Linked DNA regions of Xenopus tropicalis: region 1 is linked to region 2. Evidence: chromatin contacts called from public Hi-C data. All regions are on one chromosome and are shown on one strand. The core of a region is the stretch at or near the end of the contact, and the rest is flanking DNA. Distances in the headings are between cores, read along the strand shown.

Region 1 (4,694 bases), core at 922-3,421, 100 kb after region 2:
GGCATATAAATCTTGCACAAAAATGAATTAGTTCCATGGTTACCAGAGCAGTTTCTAGGTTTTATACCAATATCGTTATAATGATAAACAATAAAACTGGCCACATGTCTACTGGGCAAATTAAAATATCCCATTGGCAATAATCCCATAGACCAAAGGTCCCCAACCTTTCTTACTTGTGAGCCACAGTCTAACATAAAAAGACTTGGAGAGCAACACAAGCACCATAAAAGTTAATGGAGGTGCAAGACAAGATGGTGAGAATAATGTGGCCCAGCCCGTACCCCCACAGGTGTTACTGACGTACAACTCTAGCCGAGTGGTGGCAGGGCCAAAAAAAGAACAGGGTAACTTTATAAATAATCTCATCTCATAAAATGTTTTGTTTCCACTTCAAACCAAAATGGAGGTGTTAAGGTGGCCATACACGTGGCGATCTGACGATGTTTCGTACGACCATCGGTGTGCCACACACCATTCAGGGCTGAATTGGCAGGTAAGGAGGTAGAAACAATAGGATTTCTACCTCCTTCTGCCGATTCAGATCTGAAGGGAGAATTTTGGTCAGGCGCCTTCTATGGCGCCCGATCAAAATTTTCCAACTGGTCCGATCGGCGAGTCGTCCGATATCAGCAGCTTCCTGCGATATCGGTCGACTCGCCGACATACCATACACGCACCGATTATCGTACGAAACGAGGTTTCGTACGATAATATCGGTGCGTGTATGGCCACCTTTAGGGTAAAGACACACAGAGCTACTAGTAGCAGCTACTTGGCAATTCTCAGCATTGTCTATGGCAGGGGAATTTAGTAGCCTTGAAAAAGTAGCTGCTACTAGTAGCTCAGTGTGTCTTCATCCTAAAAAGAACAGCCATGATCCCCTGCTTCATGCCGCCATCTTTCCCCAAGTGCCAGAGAATCACTAGCACAGCCTGAGGCCTGAAATACTTCCATTTACTTGTGCTCCGGCCAGAATGTCATTAGTGATAAGGAATAATGCAGCTAATTGGGGAAGATAAGCACTGGCCCTTTGTCTGCCCCCCCCTCCCCCCTCTCTATCTCTCCTCATTCATCCTATCTCTGCCACTAACATGGGAATGATTGCAAACAATTAAATACGCCGCCTCGCAGATATTCATTGCTCAGATATGGTCCCATGGGGCTGCCGTACTTACTACAGGCACAACAGCTGCAACTTTACTAAACATAGACTGGAATATGAATAGGAGAGGGACTGGATGGAAAGACAATGAATAAAAAGTAATAAAATATAAAAATAAAATTATAACCTCAATAAACAATAGTTTTTTGGCTACTGGGGTCAGCGACCCCCCCATTTGAAATCTAAAAAGAGGCAGAAGAGGAAGGCAAATAATTCAAAAACTATAAAAAAAAATAAGTAGACCAATTGCAAAGTGCTAGGAATGGACATTCTAATACAGTGATCCCCAACCAGTGGCTCAGGGGCAACATGTTGCTCCCCAACCCCTTGGGTGTTGCTCTCAGTGCCCCCAAACCAGGGAGTTATTTTTGAATTCCTGACTTGGGGGCAAGTTTTGGTTGAATAAAAACAAGATTTCCTACCAAATAAAGCCCCTGTAAGCTGATAGGGCGCATAGAGGCCCCTAATAGCCAATCACAGCCCTTATTTGGCTCCTCCATGAACTTTTATGGTGCTTGTGTTGCTCTCCAAGTAAGGGGAGAGCCAGTAGGGAGACCTGTAGGTGTCTCTGTGCATGCTGGGTTGTGCCCAGATGTTACTGGACTGAATATCACAATCATTAAACGTATCATAAATTGCCAATTAATGTATCATTAGTTTGGTTTTTTGACTTTTTTTCTCCCCAAAATGATTATTTGATAATTAAAGGCACAGTAGGGTACATCATGGGTAATGCTGCTGTTCTCCCCCAGGAAGATCACCTTACAATTAGGTGCCATAATCTGTTATTTGTTTGTTTTCTAGTGAGCTCTATGGAAAGGGCGGTGATCAATCACAAAACCTCTAGACTTTGTACAGCAGAGAAGATTCACTTTAGTAAATTCCTGTCACACAAGGAAATGTCGCCCCCCCCCCCCCAAACCTTGGCTGCGGGGCCCTGGGCCAGGCTCAGATCACTCTTCCAGTTCTGCACGGTGATAAATCAGAGGTGCCGAGGAACTTTCCTTGACATGATCTTGTTGGGGGAGACATGTGAGCAGTCAGTCATAGAGAACAAGTGGCAAATTGCAAGACGGATGGGGCCATCAATCACAGGGAGCTCCAAAGCAAGGTGGCAAGCAGGACAGCTATTTGGGAAGGTCTGGTTTCAAGGTGCTAACGGACACATAGATGCCATCAGCTGACCAGTTGGGCCTGGTACTGGTACAGGAAGGGGTCTGTTTGTGCGAATCCTCGGTTATTTCGCTTTTTTTGGTCTGCAGCTCTTTTCAGCATTTCAGCAGAATCTGGTTGCTAGGACCTTGCATGCCTTAGCAACCAGGCAGTGGTTTTATTGAGAGACTGGAACGCGAATAGGCGAGGGACTGAATAGAAAGATAATAAATAAAAAGTAACAAGAATAAAACAATGGTAAGCTCGCAGAGCAGTCGTTTTTGGGCTGCCGGGGGTCAGTGACCCCCATTTGAAAGCTGTGAAGATGTAAAAGAGAAAGGTATATAATTGCAGACCAGTTGCTTGGAATAGGACATTCTATAATATACTTCTATCAGCCTATCAACATGAGCGTACCCAGAATGCCAGCTAGCCCACCTCCCAGCATGGCACTTGTGCCCCAGTGGATAAACACAGTATCCAGTAGTGAGTTCCTCACCCAGCAGCCCCCATCATGCAGGGGTTGCCCACAGGGGCCTATTTTAAGGGGGTCAGAGAGGGCATTTGCTCTGGGCACCTATATGTGAATGCATTTATATACTAAATACAACATGTTTTGTTGTATGCAACTGCTAAGTTTAAAATGACCAGCCTGCAGCGGTTGTTGGACTGCAACTCCCAAATTCTTCCAACTGAAGCGGAAGTCTCTTGGTCGGATTGCAGCTGTATTGTCACTTCTGTATTGAGGTACAGAACAAAATGACCAGGAATACTACTACCTGGTATCTTTATGATATTATTTCAGTTTCATGTAAAAGTCAGTGGTGTAACTATAGGAGAATCAGACCCTGTGGCTGCAACAGTGGGGGAGAACCAATGGGAAGGGGCCACAGAAAGATCTTGTTATTCCCCCTCCTGACTGGTCCCCCAACACCTTGCACTTGGCCCACAATCCTCCTGCAGGTAGTGGGGCCCAGAAATATACTTTGCTGGGGGTACTGGATGCAATATTATGCTATTCAGAATCCTTCTGCACCCAAATAGTATAATGTTCACCCTTCTGATGTCTGATCCAAGTGAGAACTGCAGATTTGCACATATATATATATTAAATGCCCGGAATGGCACTGCTGGGGATGTGTATCTGTAATTAAGTTTGGGGCTCCTACCTTGGAGCACTAGGGGGAGCCAATGGGAAAGCTTAATGGAAGCTGCACAATGAACTGGTAACAGTGATACTTTAGGTTTGTGTGACCTCTGCTGGACAACTGTGAAATTACACCGTCTTATTAAAAAGTGTTGAGTTGGGAGGTGTTGCTAATCTAGCTATAAAGCCAAAGCAATAGGATTAAACACACACAAGTAATATGGCAGTATATGTGCAATTGTTATGTGTAAAAAGTGCAACACCAACTTAAACTCAGCTTGTAGTTTCAGCCTTGCCTAAGACTCCATTATTGTCATACATTCAGCCACAGCCTCCAGCCATTCCTAATAAAGGAAAATGCTTTTCACTTGTGGGGTGTCCATTTGTTATCTACCCCCCCGCCCAATGAACAAAGCTGCAAATTTTGGTACTCTTGTGTCTCTGAAAAGAATGGCTAGCCCTTGTATCTATCCTTGTGTTGTGAGCACTGCAATTGGTGTGATCCATGGGATACAATTGGTGTGATCAATGGGATACAATTGGCGTGATCCATGGGATACAATTGGTGCGATCAATGGGATACAATTGGTGTGATCCATGGGATACAATTGGTGTGATCAATGGGATACAATTGGTGTGATCAATGGGATACAATTGGTGTGAGCCATGGGATACAATTGGTGTGAGCCATGGGATACAATTGGTGTGATCAATGGGATACAATTGGCGTGATCCATGGGATACAATTGGTGTGAGCCATGGGATACAATTGGTGTGATCAATGGGATACAATTGGCGTGATCCATGGGATACAATTGGTGCGATCAATGGGATACAATTGGTGTGAGCCATAAGATACAATTGGTATGATCCATGGGATACAATTGGTATGATCCATGGGATACAATTGGCGTGATCCATGGGATACAATTGGTGCGATCCATGGGATACAATTGGTGTGAGCCATAAGATACAATTGGTATGATCCATGGGATACAATTGGTGTGAGCCATAAGATACAATTGGTATGATCCATGGGATACAATTCGTGTGATCCATGGGATACAATTGGTATGATCCATGGGATACAATTGGTATGATCCATGGGATACAATTGGTGTGAGCCATAAGATACAATTGGTATGATCCATGGGATACCATTGGCGTGATCCATGGGATACAATTGGCGGGATCCATAAGATATAATTGGTATGATCCATAAGAATATAA
Region 2 (5,229 bases), core at 1,625-4,124:
ATTCTTTAATTGGCCATTTAATATGATATAAACATCTGTCGGTTTAGTATTCATTCTAGGTCTAGTTTTCCGTTAAGGATACATCTTTAAATACATTTCAGTGCTTTTCTACAGGCCATGGGGCTCCAAGGTGACATCAAGTGTATTGTACACAAAAGATGCATGATTTCTTATAACACAATGTTTCTGTGACACAGGGGACGCCACAACGAAGCTTTTATAACTGATTATGAAGCAACATTAATGTTAGGGATACTCTTTATTCCTATCACTGTAATCTGTTCCTTCAAAAAGTAGGAATAAATACCATTTGTATATGCTGAAATCCAGCTGCAAAACTGTTCTTCCCTTTCTGCATCATTTGTATTCCTGGCAAGGGAGGAGGGACTAAAACACTGATGTTACAAAGTGTAACAACTTCTCCACAGCTTACAGACAGCATGCCGGAACTACATAACCCACAATGCATTGCACTGGGATGTTCCTTTCCTTATTGACATCATGTGTGCAGGGAATTGTGGGATTGGGAGGAGGCAGGCTGAAGGCAGGCTGAGGACAGGCGACTACTGTTCCATTTTATTTGAGTCACAAAGTAGTCAGCCAGATCAGCAGGGGAACAGGGGGCGGGGCTTAGGGAACTGTTCCAAACCATATTATTACATTAAAATCATGGAAAGGCTGTGTATTTTTTAATTGATATATATTGCATATAAGTTGCTTGAAATTATGTTTATTTTTTAAGAGACACTCATTAGGCAAGGTCACTGTTGGGACCATCAGATCATTTCGGCATGGAGCCCACCACTGTATTATAAAGGGGGCCAAAGGGTGAGAAAGAAGCGGGGGCACTACTGACGGGCCGAAGTGCTGAAGCTTATCCAATCAGTGCAAGGTCAGCCCGCTAGCAGTCACATGGGGACATTTCAAAGGAAAAGATGGGAATTAGTTCAGGGATCACTTTCTGCCTCTTCCTCGTGACTAGTTTTCTCCCCTAACAATCACAGCTCTGATGGGTTCGGGATAAACAATTTTTTGAAGTATTTCAGTGGCTGGTGAGACATTAAAGAAACATGGAAACACCAGAGGCTCCTCACATTACTGTAGCGCAGTATTATAACCTGCCCTTATTATGTATAGTGGGCAGGGTGCTGTGATGGGCGAATCTGTCCACTTTCCTTTGCTGGAAAATTTGCAGAAAAATTAACGAAATGGTGAAAAATGAAATGTTTTTTTACACATGTAATTTTTTTTACAGTTTATTTTGCCTTTTTTCTGCCTCTGACTAAGGGGCAAAGACACACAGGGCAATTAGTCAAAAAAGTCGCGGCGACTAATCTGCATAGCGAAAACTCACGAGCCGCAAAGGACTTACTTTAAAGCCGCAGCGACTAATCGCCCCGTGTGTTTTCGCCCCAAAACTATTGCTCGCCAAGGCTACAATTTTATTGTTATTGTTACTTTTTATTACTTATCTTGCTATTCAGCCCTTCTCTGCCTGGTTGGTAGGGTAAACAAGAACCTAGCAACCGGATAGCTACTGAGATACCAAACTGGAGAGCTGCCGAACAAAAATATGAATAGCTAAAAAAATGCCCACTCATTTGACTTGATCCACTGATACTGATGAGACAAAACTGGTGCCCTCTGTTTGTCATGTGGCACAAAAAATTAACTTTTTGTACGTTATACATGGGCCTAGTATTTATTTTGTATGGCTGTTGGATAATAATCCTGCCTAGTTCCAGCCTGCAACTAATAATCCTGCCTACTTATAAGCGGTCACTGATCCAGCCATCAATCACAAATTAGACTGACTTTGATGCTTCACTGTTATTCTTCTTCTTATATTTTTATTTCTTGTCTTTATATTTAGCCCCCCCCCCTCCGACCTCTGTTTTGACTAACAAAATGGTTGCCTAGTTGTCATGTTCAATGGTCCCATTTATACCAGCAGCCGGATGCCTTGCAATACTATAGAAGGGTAACCAGATCACCTGATGTTGCGTTCAGTGTCGGACTGGGACCCCTGGGGCCCACCAGAAAACCTTAGACCACAGGCCCCACTCTCCAAACTATTTTTCCCCTTTTCCTCACCCAACCTCTTTATTCTCCTAGTCTCTTTTATGTACATGCTAGCATCTATTCTTCCATCTATTTCTCCTCTTTCTTCCCATACAGAAATAGGGAATAACCATGAAACAGGCCAAATGGTCAGGAGCAGGAGGGCCCACTGACACCTGGGCCCACTGGGAGTTTTCCTGGTGGGTCAGTCCGACACTGGTTGCATTCCCAGTCTGCATTGCCACCCTACCAATCAGATGTGCCATAGCCTAAAAGAGGGGGCATTTTCTTACAGCCTGTTGGAATAATTTAGGACTGCTAAAACCTTGGCCTTAATCTCCATAAAACTGCATCTTTCATCTGATCTTCCATAGACCAGTCTGCTTAGGGTGACATAGGCCTAGAAACACTGAAGGATGTACTGTCCAAATAGACTTCCATTGATGGTTGATGACCAGAAAGAGAATATAATTGGGGTGACAGGATGGTATGGCCCGAGGCACTTCCTGGGAATCTGAGGGGGATCTCACAGTGTTCCGCCTAAACTGCCTGCAAGTCAAAAGTGGTTTATTTGTGATTTATTAATTTAAAAATCAGTGCACCTGTGCTCCATGCCTATCCTTGCTTTGTATTGCACATTCCACAGAAGTATCCTTTCCCTTCTGCTTATCCAACCACAAACAAATGACTTATCAATGATCTCTGTACTTGGCTTTTAGAGAGCCATTTATTTCCTGTGAAAGGCCTGACGCCTGTTTATTTACTCCTGCTGAGTCCCACAACTCCCGGCCCTCTCTCTCTCTATGGCTCAGACCCCAGGCAGCTAACAAAGGCACTGAGCCAAAGTAAACATTGCCATTGTCAGCCTATTTGTTATTATGTGTGGTAAACAGTAACGTGAAACCTGTATATAGCCCTCATTTGAGTGGCAGTTGTTGATATTTCAAGCCAAATATATATTTCTATTGATCTGGATTCTGTATCTGTAAGGCCTACGTTTGGGTTTGTTCTACAGAACTAACTGGGGGTTGTTCTCTATAGAAAAATAGCTATTAGGGTATCTGATCAACCTACTGTATAGAATAGAACATAGAACAGAACAGGTGATGAGAAGAAATCCACCAAGGCCAGACGAAGGAAAGGCTGAATTGATGACTTGCCTATTGGTGGCTTTACCTTCCTGTGACTATATATATTGTACTATGAGACATAAATGAATCTCCCAATAAATATCCTTTGGGATAATACGGTAATTAGCGAATCCCTAGAATGTAAGTAACTGTCAACAGTGCCTTCAGTTTGCCCAACATGTTCTGTTTCGGTTTCTTCAAAAACTATGAATAAATACCGTTTTTATATACTGAAATCCAACAGTTCTTCTGGCAGGGACTAAAACATTGATGTTTTGATGCAAATAAAAAAAAGTCCTTCACTAAATATGATAGCGATCAATATAAATCATTGCAAAAAATGAAAGCACTTTATTAAAAACAACTCCTCCACATACGCTTACGTAGCTTCATATCCTCTCTGTTACCCCAGAACCCTTTGGCTTACAGGGCAGATTAAGTGTTCAAAGGATGATGAAAAACTGTTACAATATTTGCCATGATTTTGGGCCCAACCATCTCTCAGAAATGGCCATTTTGTTTTTCCACTTCTACCATAAATAAAGATTAATTGTTTTAAAACCCCCCTTTTGGGCAGTAAAATGGCAATACTAAAGGGAATATGTTCCTGGTGACTATAAGCTAAAGTGACTCTACAGTTTATGTCTATAGGATACAATTTTTTTATTCAGGTATGAGATCCATTATTTGGAAACCTGTTATATAGAAAGCTTCCAATCATGGTAAAGGTGGCCATACATGTACCAATTTCAGCTGCCAATATCAGTCCTTTAGACCGATTCAGCAGTTATCTGCCCGTGTATGGGCACCAGCGATGGCCCCCCCCCCCCCCCCGACTGACATCTGGCAGGTTTGATTTTTCAGTGGGATCATGGGCCGCATTGGCTCATTGATGCAGTCCCTGATCCGACAGAGCCTATCCCCGCTGGTTTAATTCAATTGGGCCTAGGGCCAAACGATCAAATTAGCCTGATATTTCCCACCCGTAGGTGAGCATATTGGGAGAAGTTCCACTCGCTTGGCGTTCTCGCCGAATGAGCAGATCCTACAGTGTATGGCCGCCTTTAGACTGTCTCCCACAGACTCAATTTTAATCAACTAATTCATATTTTTTAAACTGATTTCCTTTTTCTCTGTAATAAAACAGTTTAGCTGATCACACTTAAGACATAATTAGTCCTTATTAGAGGCAAAACAATTTTATTTAACACTAAAATTATTTTTATAAGACTTAAGCAATGGAGATCCAAATTACAGAAAGATTCCTTATCCGGAAAACCCCAGGATTTTGGATAATGGGTCCCATACCTGTACCAGTGTTCACTGTGCAGGGAATTTATTCCTTTGTAAAAAAACAGCCTTTAAACCGAACCCCCAAGACTCCTGACATGCCAATATACAATACTGATATCCATACCTTACCCCTATTATTATTATTATTATTATTATTAACATTTATTTATAAAGCGCCAACATATCCCGCAGCGCTGTACAATAAGTGGGTTCCATACATTGGACATACAGAGTAACATATAAAGCAATCAATAACCGATACAAGAGGTGAAGAGAGCCCTGCCCAAAAGAGCTTACAATCTACAAAGAGCTTACAATGTACATGTCATTATTAGTGATGAGTCCCGTTTCGCTGAAAAAGATTCGCGAAATGGCGGAAAATGTCGCACGTCAAAAAAAATTGTCACCCGCGGCTATTCTTTTGTCGCACAGCTATTATTTCGTCGCCCGCGGCTATTATTTTGTCGCCCGCAGCTATTATTTTGTCACGCGGCTATTATTTCATCACCCGCGGCTATTATTTTGTCGCCCACTACAATTATTTTGATGTGGGCGACAATTTTTGGACGTGCGGTGAATTTTTCCGTGGCGAATTTTTTCATCCATTTCGCGAAACAATTTGCCAATGGCGAAACGCGGAAATTCGCCGCGAATCCATGCCTGGTGAAACATTTCGCCCATCACTAGTCATTATGTCATTAACACTGACTTTAAATTGGTTGGTAATCATAAAGGAAGCCCTCCG

The links. A called contact is a pair of places that touch in the nucleus more often than the background predicts.
Region 1: a Hi-C map of neurula embryo shows a contact between it and region 2, with 3 times the contacts expected there. The contact joins two enhancer-like sites. A contact is called at or near these places in 3 of 5 Hi-C or Micro-C datasets (gastrula embryo, neurula embryo and tailbud embryo).

Annotation. Positions count from the first base shown.
Region 1 is chr1:18,381,475-18,386,168 of UCB_Xtro_10.0, forward strand. No RefSeq gene overlaps it. Among named protein-coding and RNA genes, the nearest start is that of thnsl2, 22 kb to the right of the region's middle. Within about 2 kb of position 2,172, at least 1 of the 11 cell types and tissues checked has an H3K27ac peak or open chromatin away from gene starts, as enhancers often do. A contact at or near this core is called in neurula embryo, where this site is marked.
Region 2 is chr1:18,278,122-18,283,350 of UCB_Xtro_10.0, forward strand. No RefSeq gene overlaps it. Among named protein-coding and RNA genes, the nearest start is that of foxi4.2, 24 kb to the right of the region's middle. Within about 2 kb of position 2,875, at least 1 of the 11 cell types and tissues checked has an H3K27ac peak or open chromatin away from gene starts, as enhancers often do. A contact at or near this core is called in neurula embryo, where this site is marked.